Linked DNA regions of Mus musculus: all the other regions are linked to region 2. The links are chromatin contacts, called in public HiCAR-type, HiChIP or PLAC-seq and promoter capture Hi-C maps. All regions are on one chromosome and are shown on one strand. The core of a region is the stretch at or near the end of the contact, and the rest is flanking DNA. Distances in the headings are between cores, read along the strand shown. Region 1 holds the start of Ogg1 (8-oxoguanine DNA-glycosylase 1). Region 2 holds the start of 9530062K07Rik (RIKEN cDNA 9530062K07 gene). Region 3 holds the start of Zfp248 (zinc finger protein 248). Region 4 holds the start of Bms1 (BMS1, ribosome biogenesis factor).

Region 1 (2,700 bases), core at 191-2,690, 2.9 Mb before region 2:
CTTCAGTTGAAAACAAAGTAGGTGTGTACCAGCCTGTTAATGCACATGCAACCTTGGCGTTTTTCCTAACTTAAAGTCTTGTTGGAGAGAATGCCTTCTCAGTGCCAGGCACCTGTAAGGTGACATGCCTTTAGATGAGGTAATCACAGTAAAACATGGATGCTGAGAGCCTTACAGCTACTGCTTAATGAAACTGAGACAAAAGACCCAGTTTGTTTGATGTTGGTTAATAGTGTTCTAGCAGGTGTGCTGTGCCTTTCTGTAGACACACACACACACACACTAATCAGCATCCAGCCCTGCCCTTGAGTCTGTAGTCCAATAATTTAGGCACAACCCGAAAATTTCTCTGCTTGATGGAAAATGCCCTAGTGTGTCAAACTAGTGTCCGAAGTTCATGTTTCTTTCTTTCTTTTTTTCTTTTCTTTTTTTGTTTGTTTTTGGAGACAGGGTTTCTCTGTGTTGCCCTGGCTGTCCTAGAACTCACTCTGTAGACCAGGCTGGCCTCAAACTCAGAAATCTGCCTGCCTCTGCCTCCCAAAGTGCTGGGATTAAAGTCATGCGCCATAACTGCCCGGCTGAAGTTCATATTTCTTAGCCTAAGCATTCTTTTTTTGTCTTAAAAAATTATAAATGATATAGTCCTTTTTGGAACAAGGTGGCTGGTGCTGGTTGTGTTGGTCCCTTAGGCTGCCTAGAGCCACACACTGGCATTTGGACGGAGTGAACTCCAAAGAAAGCCCATCTCTCCACGCTCGGACTGGAGCGGGTAGCTGTGCCGCAGGCTGTAGCCAGGGCGAGCAAACCTGAGACTGGCCTCTGAAGCCTGGGAAGCCCGAGATGGCGCATTCGGGGCCTCCTGACAAGACGTGGAGGGGACAGCGCTGAAAAATCACTGCCTCAGAAGAGGCTCGGTGGAGAAAGGCTTGAGCAGGGGAGGATGAGATTCTTTCGGTTTATTTCTTGAGACAGAGTCTCGCCATGAAGCCCAGCCTAGTTAAGCTTCAAACGTGCCTCCCGCCTCTGCCTACCGAGTTCTGGGACGACCGGTGTGTACCACTACGCCCCGCAATGATGTGGCTCCAGTGCGGGCCAGCACGAGAAGTTGCAGGCAGGCCCTGAGATTGCACCGAAAGCCCTGAAATGGCAGAGCCGGGTCTCTGGCAGCCAATCGCCAAGCAGCGAGGCCAGCAGGCCAACCGCTCCCACCTCACAGGCCCGCCCACTCCGGCACTCCCGAGTTCTCATTGGTGCTTCGTACTTTCTTCTCGGATTGGCTACCTCTAGGGTCAAATAAGCGGGAGCAAGGATCTACTTCCGGTGGGAGTAAACTGGGACCCGGAAGAACCATACTGGCGCGCCTTTCCAAACCTCGAGGGCTGCGCAGGAGGAGGAGGCGCGCGCCGGGAGGTCCTGGGGGCGGGGCCACGTCCGGAGGAAGAGGCGGGGCGTGCTGCACGGGAGAGCGGAGTGGGGCGTTTAGGGGTTTGGTGGTGTGCGAGAGGCTTTCCTACGAGGAGAGGGAAATTCATTCAACAGGGACTCAAATTAAAATTACACCGGACCCATAAGCTAGGACCCACGGTGCTACACTCCCGGTGTGTGTGGTCACTTGTGTGCGAGGCTTTAGGACTTGGGAAAGTCGAGTTCTGATTGGACAGTGCCGTAATGGGCTGGGGCTGCTAGCCGAATGTTATTCCGTTCCTGGCTGCCTAGCAGCATGAGACATCGCACCCTAAGCTCCAGCCCGGCCCTCTGGGCCTCTATCCCGTGTCCACGCTCTGAGCTGCGTCTGGACTTGGTTTTAGCTTCTGGACAGTCCTTCCGGTGAGTGACTGCACTTGGGAGGACTGTTCCCTAGGATGTTGACTTCTCAGTGCTGCCCACTCGGGATACAGAGAATGTTGGGAGCAATAGATGAGAGTACATTTTGGAGTCTAAGCACCGGTGGTTTGCCTTTTAACCTTCTTTAGGAAGTAGAGGTGATGACTGTGCAGGATTATGAGGACCATGCAATAAAAATCAGTGGGGGAAGCTGAGGGATGCACTCAGTAATAAGAGTGCTTGCTTTTCACGCACTTGGCTCTTGGTTCAATCCCCAGTACCGCTTCTTTTTTATTTTTAAGATGAAAACTACACCGGGGGTGGTGGCACACGCCTTTAATCCCAGCACTCGGGAGGCAGAGGCAGGTGGATTTCTGAGTTTGAGGCCAGCCTGGTCTACAAAGTGAGTTCCAGGACAGCCAGGGCTATACAGAGAAACCCTGTCTCGAAAAAACAAACAAACAAAAAGATGAAAACTAGCGGGGGGGGGGGGGGGGGCGGCTGGAGAGATGGCTCAGTGGTTAAGAGCACTGACTGCTCTTTTGGAGGTCCTGAGTTTAATTCCAAGCAACCATATGGTGGCTCACAACCATCCATAATGAGATCTGATGCCCTGTTCTGGTGTGTCTGAAGACAGGGACAGTGTCCTTACATATAAATAAATAAATAAATAAATAAATCTTAAAAAAGAAAGAAAGAAAGAAAACTAGCCGGGCAGTGGTGGCACATGCCTTTAATCCCAGCACTTGGCAGGCAGAGGCAGGCAGATTTCTGAGTTTGAGGCCAGCCTGGTCTACAGAGTGAGTTCCAGGTCAGCCAGGGCTACACAGAGAAACCCTGTCTCGGGGAAAAAGAAAGAAAAGAAAGAAAGAAAAA
Region 2 (2,700 bases), core at 188-2,687:
CATTAACCGTAACACTAAATCCTAACTATAACCCTTCCTTTTATGAGTTGCTTCTGAGGTAATTTTTATTATAACAATAGAAAAATAACTAAGACAGCCACCTTAACCCTAACCCCCAAAATAGCACCATAACCACAATGTTAATCATAACCCTAAATCTAATGTCTATCTATAACACCTGCTCACCCTAACAGCAACACAGATACAATCACACTAATGCTACAGAAACCAACCTGAGCCTTTACCCTGGCTTTACTAGTTCACAGCTGACTACTTGCTCATAAGCAGTTAACTCCCCATTCCCTTCTTTCCTCAATCCCTGGCCCCCACCAACCTACTTCCTCTCTCTGGATTGATCCATTCTGGATATTTCATATAAATAGAATAACCTGTGCTCATGTATATGACTGACCTCTTTCAATTGAAGTATTTCTAGGTTAATTCATGCCCTATCATATATCAGCATTTTATTTCTTTTGGTGAATTGCGTGGTTCTACAGCATTTTGTTTATCCATTCGTCACCTGATGGACATTTAGATTGCTTCTGCTTTCTGGGTATGGATCAACACTACAGTGAAAATTCTTGCAGATTTTTACCTGAGCAGGTTTTCATTTGTCTTAGTTGCATACCAAAGAGAAATCTTTAATGAGGTTTCAACGGAGGTGGCCACAAAGCAAAATCTGAAAGTTGGAAAAATAATCTGCACAGGAGAAATGATAAGATCTAAGGTGAGCACTCACCATATACCAGGCACTATCTGTTTTAACACCTATTATCGCTTCTTTTTTATTTTTATTTTTCGAGACAGAGTTTCTCTCTGTGTAGACCAGGCTGGCCTCGAACTCAGAAATCCGCCTGCCTCTGCCTCCCAAGTGCTGGGATTAAAGGTGTGCGCCACCATGCCCGGCTGTATTGCTTCTTTAATATGCAGAAGAAAGCTTATAGAAGAAGCTAAGTAACTTGTTCTCGGGCACACAAAAAGGAAAGATAAGGGGTTATTTCTAAAAGTCAGTCTGGGCAAGACCAACTCAGAAAGGGGTCTGTTCACAAGGAAGTGCTAGTGGACAGCCAGGGGAGCTTTGGATTTCGATTTCTACCCCTCCACCTCCCGGCCTTGAATCTCAGCTGAGGGTTTCAAGAATTTCAAGCGGATCCACATTGAACTGAAACCAAACCGGTTAGCAGATGTACACATTGAGGGTCACTGTGGCCCTGGGCTAGTCTCACATCACATGCATAATCAATAAAGCCGCCGCACATCCAGGAAGTCGTCCTCCGCTCTCCTTCCTCTTCAGCTCCCACCTGGTAGGCCACGGGACTCCTCAGCATGGGCCCCACTGGTACCTTCCGCCTCTTTCGCACTAGCTGGCCGCTTAAACACCTTCTCTCTGGTCAAACCCAATTACCCAGGAGCTACTAACCCATAGCTCCCGATCAGAGGCTGCGCCCCAGGTCACGTGAGGACACCATCACGTGACGTGAACCATGTGATTACCACCGCGCTGGGTGGGCAGTGTAGTAGCCACTCCCGTAGTCACTTTGGAGCTTGCTGAGTGGCGGTGTCATCGTGGTGAGGACGGCGGCCCAGGAGGGCAGGGCTGGATCCTTCGCCCCAGACTCAGCTCTTCTTTTTGTCCTTCTCGCTGTAGATGAACCGGACGAGCCCCGACTCGGAGCGGCCTCCGGCATCCGAGCCGGTGTGGGAACGGCCCTGGTCGGTGGAGGAGATCCGCCGCAGCAGTCAGAACTGGTCTCTGGCGGCTGACGCCGGTGTGAGCGGGGGACCCGGGGCCAAGGGAGGGACAGAGTTGTAGTTACCCCTCCTCGGGGACACGCTTCCTCCAGTATTCAAAGGCGCAATCTCAGACACCGGGGAGGGCGGCCCTGTGGGCTTCTACCCAGCACTCTGCCGCGCAGACGCGGGTTTCCTTCCGTGCAGTGGCTTTTCAACCTTGCCCTCCACGCCATCCTGCTGAGCAGATTCTGTTTCTGCCCTCTCCAAGGACTGCTTTGTCTCTACGGAGGCCCTTCTGTATTAGAACTGGGGCTAAATGGGGCAGCACATATTTTTGAGTAGATCTGCTCACTTCGGGACCTAAGAGCTCAGAACTTTCATACAAGTGGGATTTGGGGTGTTTTGTCACACTATGTGGTCTCTGGAGCGTGACAACCAAACAGGGCTTTAAATCCCTGTAGAAATGTGATACTGGTTTTGTGTTCTGGACAAACTTATCTGATGAGCTTTCTTAATGCTTTCCAGGGTCACCTGACCTTAGATCAACAGTATCATCCCTTTTTCTTAACATAGGGGCAAAAGGGGAGGGGTTTTTTGTTTGTTTGTTTTGCTTTAAATCACATGTAGTGTTGATACTTGTGTATGTTTCTTTTCAAAATAGCTACTACAGTTTCTACAGGAATTCTCACAGCAGACTATCTCCAGGACTCATGAAATCAAGAAGCAGGTGGATGGATTAATTCAGGAGACCAAAGCCACACATTGTCGTCTGCATAATGTGTTCAATGACTTCCTCATGCTGTCTAATACCCAGTTCATTGAGAATGTGAGTTGTTTTATGGTATCTGACTTTCGAATAATCCCTTTTGGGGAGTAAGAACTATTGTCATTTATAATGATAATAAGGTTCTCTTCTAAGTTTTGGTGGATAGATTGGTTCTTGGTAACTGAAGCTCCTTTCTC
Region 3 (2,700 bases), core at 165-2,664, 2.2 Mb after region 2:
TGATAATCTAAAGGAGGAAAGGCTATGGGCTTGTCCGGACTGATGATCAAGGAAAATGAGGGAGTGCGGAGACAGCGGTGGGAATCAGGAGGTTTTGTTAAATCTAACACCATTAATCCCTTGAAGTCAGGTAAGTCAAGGAAATGAACGGGGCTTTTAAGGCAAGATAAAAATTTCAAAATGTATTTGCTTACATTCCAAGTTGCTTGCTTACAATTCTCAAAACGATCGCTTGATAAGAAACTTGCACCTCAAAGAGACAAAATATACAGCCATCTGCAGGCCCCGGTTGTGTCACTAAAAACCTGCAAGATGTTGAGATTCTCAGGACCCACCTACACTACTGTCCGATGGAAACATATGGCCATAATAGCAAGCGTGTCCCTACATGCCACCTTCACATGAGTCAAGAGTCTAAGGGACCGCCTCTCCACAGTTAACCAGGTAGGAGGGATGCATAAGATGTGGAGGTAGGGGCAGTGATAGCAATTCCGGACCTGTGAGCCTTTCACTCCCAATCGTTTTCCAAGAACTAGCATTCCATGTGCAGCCTGTATGCACCCATCTCTCTCAACTCCAGCTCACCTCTCTCCTTAAACTTGTCCCAGACTTTCGGCGAGCACACAGTCTTCCATGGTTTCAGGACACTGTCATTTTCACAAAACACATGAGCGAGAACCAAATTCAGAACTGGGATCCCGGGTGTGTGAGGGGGCAGGAGGTTTGGTGGCTAGCTAACCACTTTCCTCTTCCACTCCAAACACTGCGCCCTAGGGACCAGTCCAAAGGCCCCCTGCGAGGGTGGGCTCCCTAGTAGTAGCTTAAAAATAAAAAAAAAAAAGAAAAAGAAAAAAGAAAAGAAAAGAAAATTGCAGCAAGTATTCGTAATAGTCACACTGTGCACAAAAGGAAACCGAGTCTCGGGTAGGTTATTCTGTCCCAGTAATTCATTCACTCGGGACCTGGCTTACCCGCTCGCCCCCCACATCCCAGCATCTAGCCCCAGCAGCCAGAGAACGGATGCGTCACCGCGTCACGCTCGCGCCATGCGTGAGTCAACTCCTCAGGGTTCCGCCCAACCACCCCGCATCTTCCCCGCCTAGTGGGCAAAATGCGCAGGCGTAGCACGAGCTAGAGGCCCTAGATTAGCTCTGCAGAAGTGCGGGACTATCCGGATCCCGCAAGCCCGAGCCATGGAGTCCCAGCGCACCCCGGCGTTTCCCCATACAGCCCTCCACCCCGCTGGTCCCTGGTTGCTGCCAACAGCGACCAGGATGGCCCGAGCTCCCAGAACCCTCCGCCCTTGATGCTGTCTAAGGCTCACCCGCCGCTCCTGCAGTGCACCGTGCCGAAGGCCAGGAGTTGTTTCCCAGGAGGTACGCGAGGCCACGGATGGACCAGGAGCAGGACTGCAGTTTGCGCATGCGCAGAGGAAGGGGCGGTGCGCCCAACGGTGCTCGTAGTGGGGTCTCCACGTCCAGTGTTGGAAGAAGGACTGTTGCCTGGAAAACGGAGTCAGCTCCTGTCTCACTCTGTATTGTAAAATGATGCTGTTGAAGGCGTCTAGAAACCAGGGTTACTTTATGTAAGAAGTAAAGGTGTTTGCAGTGTAAACACGACCTTGTCAGACTCATTTCCCAGGATGGGACTTTCTGGTACACCGCGACAGTTTTCTGTATCTTTATTCTATCTAGCGCCAGCCTTCTGTCACTACCCTGGGGACTGGGGATCAAATTAATATATTTTCTACACTCAAAAAGAAGGAAAGATGTGTTAAAAATTATGTTGGAATGTCAACTGGTGTTGGAATAGTTCAGGACTTGGTCACTTTGCTGAGATTTCATAGGCGTGGCTTCCCTGTCCTAGCTACAAGACACAATCTCACATCAGACTTCCCTATCCTCTGGCTCTTAAAATCTCTACCAGGTCTTCTGCAGCATTGCTCGAGCCTTAGGTGGAGGAGTGTTATATCAGTTGGGCTGAGAACTCTTCCCTCAGTTGCTCACTGTATTTTGACAAGGTGTGTCCTTCGGTAATGGTCTCTAACTGCTGTAAAAAGAATGTCTTTGTTAAGGGATGAGAGCTACGCTTACCTGTGGGTATAATGATACGTATAGGGAATGTAGTTATGAATTGTGCTACTTTGGGACAGTGGCAGTGGTAGGGTTTCCTATAAGATTCATGATCTCACTAGCCTCGTGCTATAGGCCTCGCTTCTCTCCTGGCATCCCAAGATGAAGAATTGCAGACAATCAGCAACTACACACACACACACACACACACACACACACACACAGAGAGAGAGAGAGAGAGAGAGAGAGAGAGAGAGAGAGAGAGAGAGAGAGAGAATTAGTCTTCCCCAGGGGTGAGCCCCATGAGTTGTTGTCCAATACCAAGTGGTCAGTCAGTCCCCAAAGGCATACACCTGCAGGCAACACTGAGGGATGCAGAAGTTTCTATTTGTGTGTGTGTGTGTGTGTGTGTGTGTGTGTGTGTGTGTGTGTGTGTAAAAAGAGTGGTTAAAGAAAAAAGGCTGTGGAGAAAGGGGAGTTAGATATAGGGTAGAGGTAGAAGGGAGGACAGGGAAGGGGAAAATTATGTAATATTTTAACTAACTAATTAGTTTGTGAATGTGAAACAAATTTATATAAAATCCTGGAAAGTAGTCTAAACTAAAAGATCATCATCATGAATATTCTC
Region 4 (2,700 bases), core at 65-2,564, 2.2 Mb after region 2:
GATATGCAAAGTTTAGGAGATTTTTTTGTGTGTGATCTAAATTGTGTAAATTCTTCTTCTTGGACAAGAAAGAAAGAAGGACAGAAAGAAAGAAAACAAAGAAAAAAGTGGGGAAAGGCAAAGGGCAGGTGTTAGAGGGAAAATGTTTCTTTGACAGAGCTCTGACATTTTAGGAAAAGCCATACGGCATGCCTACTATGGCATGCCTACGTCCTTCAGACCTGAGTTAAGACTCACAAGGCAAATGCCATCTGGGAGAGGCTCCCAGTACTTAAGGGAAGACCCACTAACCCCAGGTAAACACACCTGTGAAAGGACCTCGCCATCCGCACAGCTGACTGCACTGCGAAAGCTTTGGGGTTTCTCTTCCGGGCATCCTCTTCATCTCCAAGCTGTAGGTCTTGCAGGTGCCGTTTCTTTTTCTTCTCAGCTTTAGGCCCACTGTGCTTCTTCCTATGTTTCTTGTGGTCCTTGGTCTCCATGGTGGCTATTTATCTACTACAAATAAGTCTTACCTACACGGAACAGGGAGGACGGTGGTGGTAATCAATTATAATCAGGGTAACACAGGAGGGCAGTAATTTAATTTACTTAAGTGCTGATGTATTTGTTCATTGAATGGAGGTAGAAAATGTTTAGCCAGTATCTTCAAATTCACGTCCCTTTCTTACGCCATAAAGTATAAGAGTTAGCAGCACCAACACTATCCTTCTTATGTTTTATGTTGAAGCCATTTCGACAGTGCTCATTTTTTGTAATGACAGAAATACATCCTACCTGCTGTTCTCAGTACAGAAGCCTTGTGAACTACACGTGGTTACAGAGAATTTCAAGCGTACCTTCGGAAACTGAAAACTATCTTAAGTTTAAATTAATTTTAAACTTAGTCGCACGTGACTAGTGCCTACTATTCTAGGTAGCTTAGGCTGAAGTGTCCTTTTAACTTAAAACGAAAACAAACATACAAGTTTAAGACATCCGAACAGTGCTGAGCAGACTCGCCTCTCAGCTCCTGGAGGAAGCACATTTTCCCCTCCCGGTGATCTATTTTTGCTGGGAGAAGAACACGCAGCCGAGCTGGGCAGGAGCCCTCCCTGCTCGAGTGACCCGCTCCCCATCCAGCACTGCACGAACCCACGCCCTCCACACTCCCGGGAGCACCTCTCCGGCGGCCGAGAAACTTGCCTTCCAGCCCAGACGCAGCCTGGGAGCAGCCTGTCGGGAGGTCGAGGACCGACCGAACCGGGAAGCCGACGGGGCTCGCGAAAGCACTCGGACTCACGGCAGCAACCGCTCCAGCCCGCAAGCACGACGCCGGAAGCGGAAACTGTCCTTCTGCTTGTACCCGTCGGAGGGAAACGAGCAAAGAAGAGGGGAAAAAAAGGAACCCGTGGACGGACGACTTTCAGGGGAAAGCCGGAAGTAAGCTCTGGGTTGGCTGAGGGTTGCGCAAGCGCACTTTCAGATTTCGCACGGACTGCCCTCTCCTTCGGGTCCCAGCCACTCTGAGAGTCGGGCTCTCAGCCAGCGCGACCTGGCTTCAGAGGATCCGCGCGGCGCTGGGCCCTGGCCCGCTTATTTGAGTAGCAGAGGAACGCTGGAAGGACGCCCGAGTCATCGCCAGTCCCAACTTGAAAGCTGTGAATTCCGCCGCCCCATCCGCTAGGCTACCGCTCCCTGTCACCGCTGCCAGAGCTGTCCTCACGGGTTTTCAGCGCTCTGCTGCCCTCTTGTGCCAGGACCGACGGGCTGAGGGCAGGGTGCTCCTCTGTGCTCCTGGAGAGGGCGTTTTCTTCAGAAAACGTCTTAGCTTGCCATTTTGTGTGCATGTGTGGCTATGTGTGTCGTGTGTCTTGTGTCTCTGTGCTCAGCCTTGCATCCCCAGGACTCAGTCCAGTCCTGGGGAATAGCCCTCAAACCCCCAGTCCCGGTTATTTGCTACAGTTATGCTGGACTCAAAACTGAGCTCATCTCAAGGAGAATAAGAAGTAGGGTTTTTTCCTTGCGCCAAATAAGAGTGACTGCGGCCTGGGAATACGGATTCAGGTTCCCACAAAATAGCATGTTCATGCAAAACACAGCTCTCACCTCAATGAGCCAAGAACATGGGTTCAGTTGCCTCAAAGTCTCCCATTTTGTACCTTTTAATAGCACACCAACACAAAACAGCTCTAAAGGTTCATATGGAAATTATGAAACAAAATCAAAGGTTTAGCAAATGATAGTTTGTGAGGTTGGCCCTCCTATTTCTCTCTCCCCATCCTTTGACTATCATTCCAGTGACCATCATTCTAGCCTTTCTGCACATTCCAGAGCAACGCCCCAATTTCTGCAGGAAGTAGTTATAGAAAAGACTACATTGCCCTTTATCATCAACAAAAGGATTGGAATGTAAGATCGCAAACTGAGGACAAATGGCTGACAGAGGTGTCTATTGAACAAGTCAAACAGCCCTCAGTCCCAACCTGTGACAGGGTCATCCTGCCTGGCAACTATCCCCCTAGCTGAACCACCAAATGAGGCCTATGAGAAATTTCTCATACAGTCCAACGCTGGAAGAACTCAGGGCAGACACCATAGTGCTTGCTAACTCACTCATTAGGCTTATGCTTGCCTTATTTTCTTACATAGCACAGTATCACTTGCCCAGGGAATGGTGGTACCCATAGTGGGCCTGGCTATCCTAAATCAATTAATAAT

The links. Promoter capture Hi-C pulls out the DNA fragments that hold promoters and counts their contacts. HiCAR-type assays count read pairs that join an accessible place to other places. HiChIP or PLAC-seq counts read pairs in DNA pulled down with a chosen protein or histone mark.
Region 1: a promoter capture Hi-C map of pre-B cells shows a contact between it and region 2, with 2.4 times the contacts expected there. The contact joins the promoter of Ogg1 here to the promoter of 9530062K07Rik in region 2.
Region 3: a contact with region 2 is called in an H3K4me3 HiChIP or PLAC-seq map of stem cell-derived neural progenitor cells, with 12 times the contacts expected there. The contact joins the promoter of Zfp248 here to the promoter of 9530062K07Rik in region 2. A contact is called at or near these places in 4 of 39 promoter capture datasets (the 3T3-L1 cell line, cranial neural crest, hippocampal neurons and 1 more) and 2 of 115 datasets of contacts at active chromatin or transcription factors (astrocytes and stem cell-derived neural progenitor cells).
Region 4: a contact with region 2 is called in a HiCAR-type map of astrocytes, with 6 times the contacts expected there. The contact joins the promoter of Bms1 here to the promoter of 9530062K07Rik in region 2. A contact is called at or near these places in 4 of 39 promoter capture datasets (3T3-L1-derived adipocytes, cranial neural crest, hippocampal neurons and 1 more) and 3 of 115 datasets of contacts at active chromatin or transcription factors (astrocytes, embryonic forebrain and large pre-B cells).

What each region holds. Positions count from the first base shown.
Region 1 is chr6:113,325,536-113,328,235 of GRCm38.p6, forward strand. Ogg1 (8-oxoguanine DNA-glycosylase 1) reads left to right here and starts at 1,441. Exons shown (of 7, transcript NM_010957.4): 1 at 1,441-1,827. The coding sequence starts at 1,691.
Region 2 is chr6:116,206,556-116,209,255 of GRCm38.p6, forward strand. 9530062K07Rik (RIKEN cDNA 9530062K07 gene) reads right to left here and starts at 1,438. Exons shown (of 4, transcript NR_131013.1): 1 at 1,347-1,438; 2 at 599-702. It overlaps Washc2 (WASH complex subunit 2`), which reads left to right and starts at 1,478. Exons shown (of 31, transcript NM_026585.3): 1 at 1,478-1,572; 2 at 1,652-1,774; 3 at 2,399-2,563. The coding sequence starts at 1,652.
Region 3 is chr6:118,454,092-118,456,791 of GRCm38.p6, forward strand. It overlaps Zfp248 (zinc finger protein 248), which reads right to left and starts at 1,415. Exons shown (of 6, transcript NM_028335.2): 1 at 1,325-1,415; 2 at 586-820.
Region 4 is chr6:118,418,103-118,420,802 of GRCm38.p6, forward strand. It overlaps Bms1 (BMS1, ribosome biogenesis factor), which reads right to left and starts at 1,315. Exons shown (of 23, transcript NM_194339.1): 1 at 1,186-1,315; 2 at 307-515. The coding sequence starts at 482.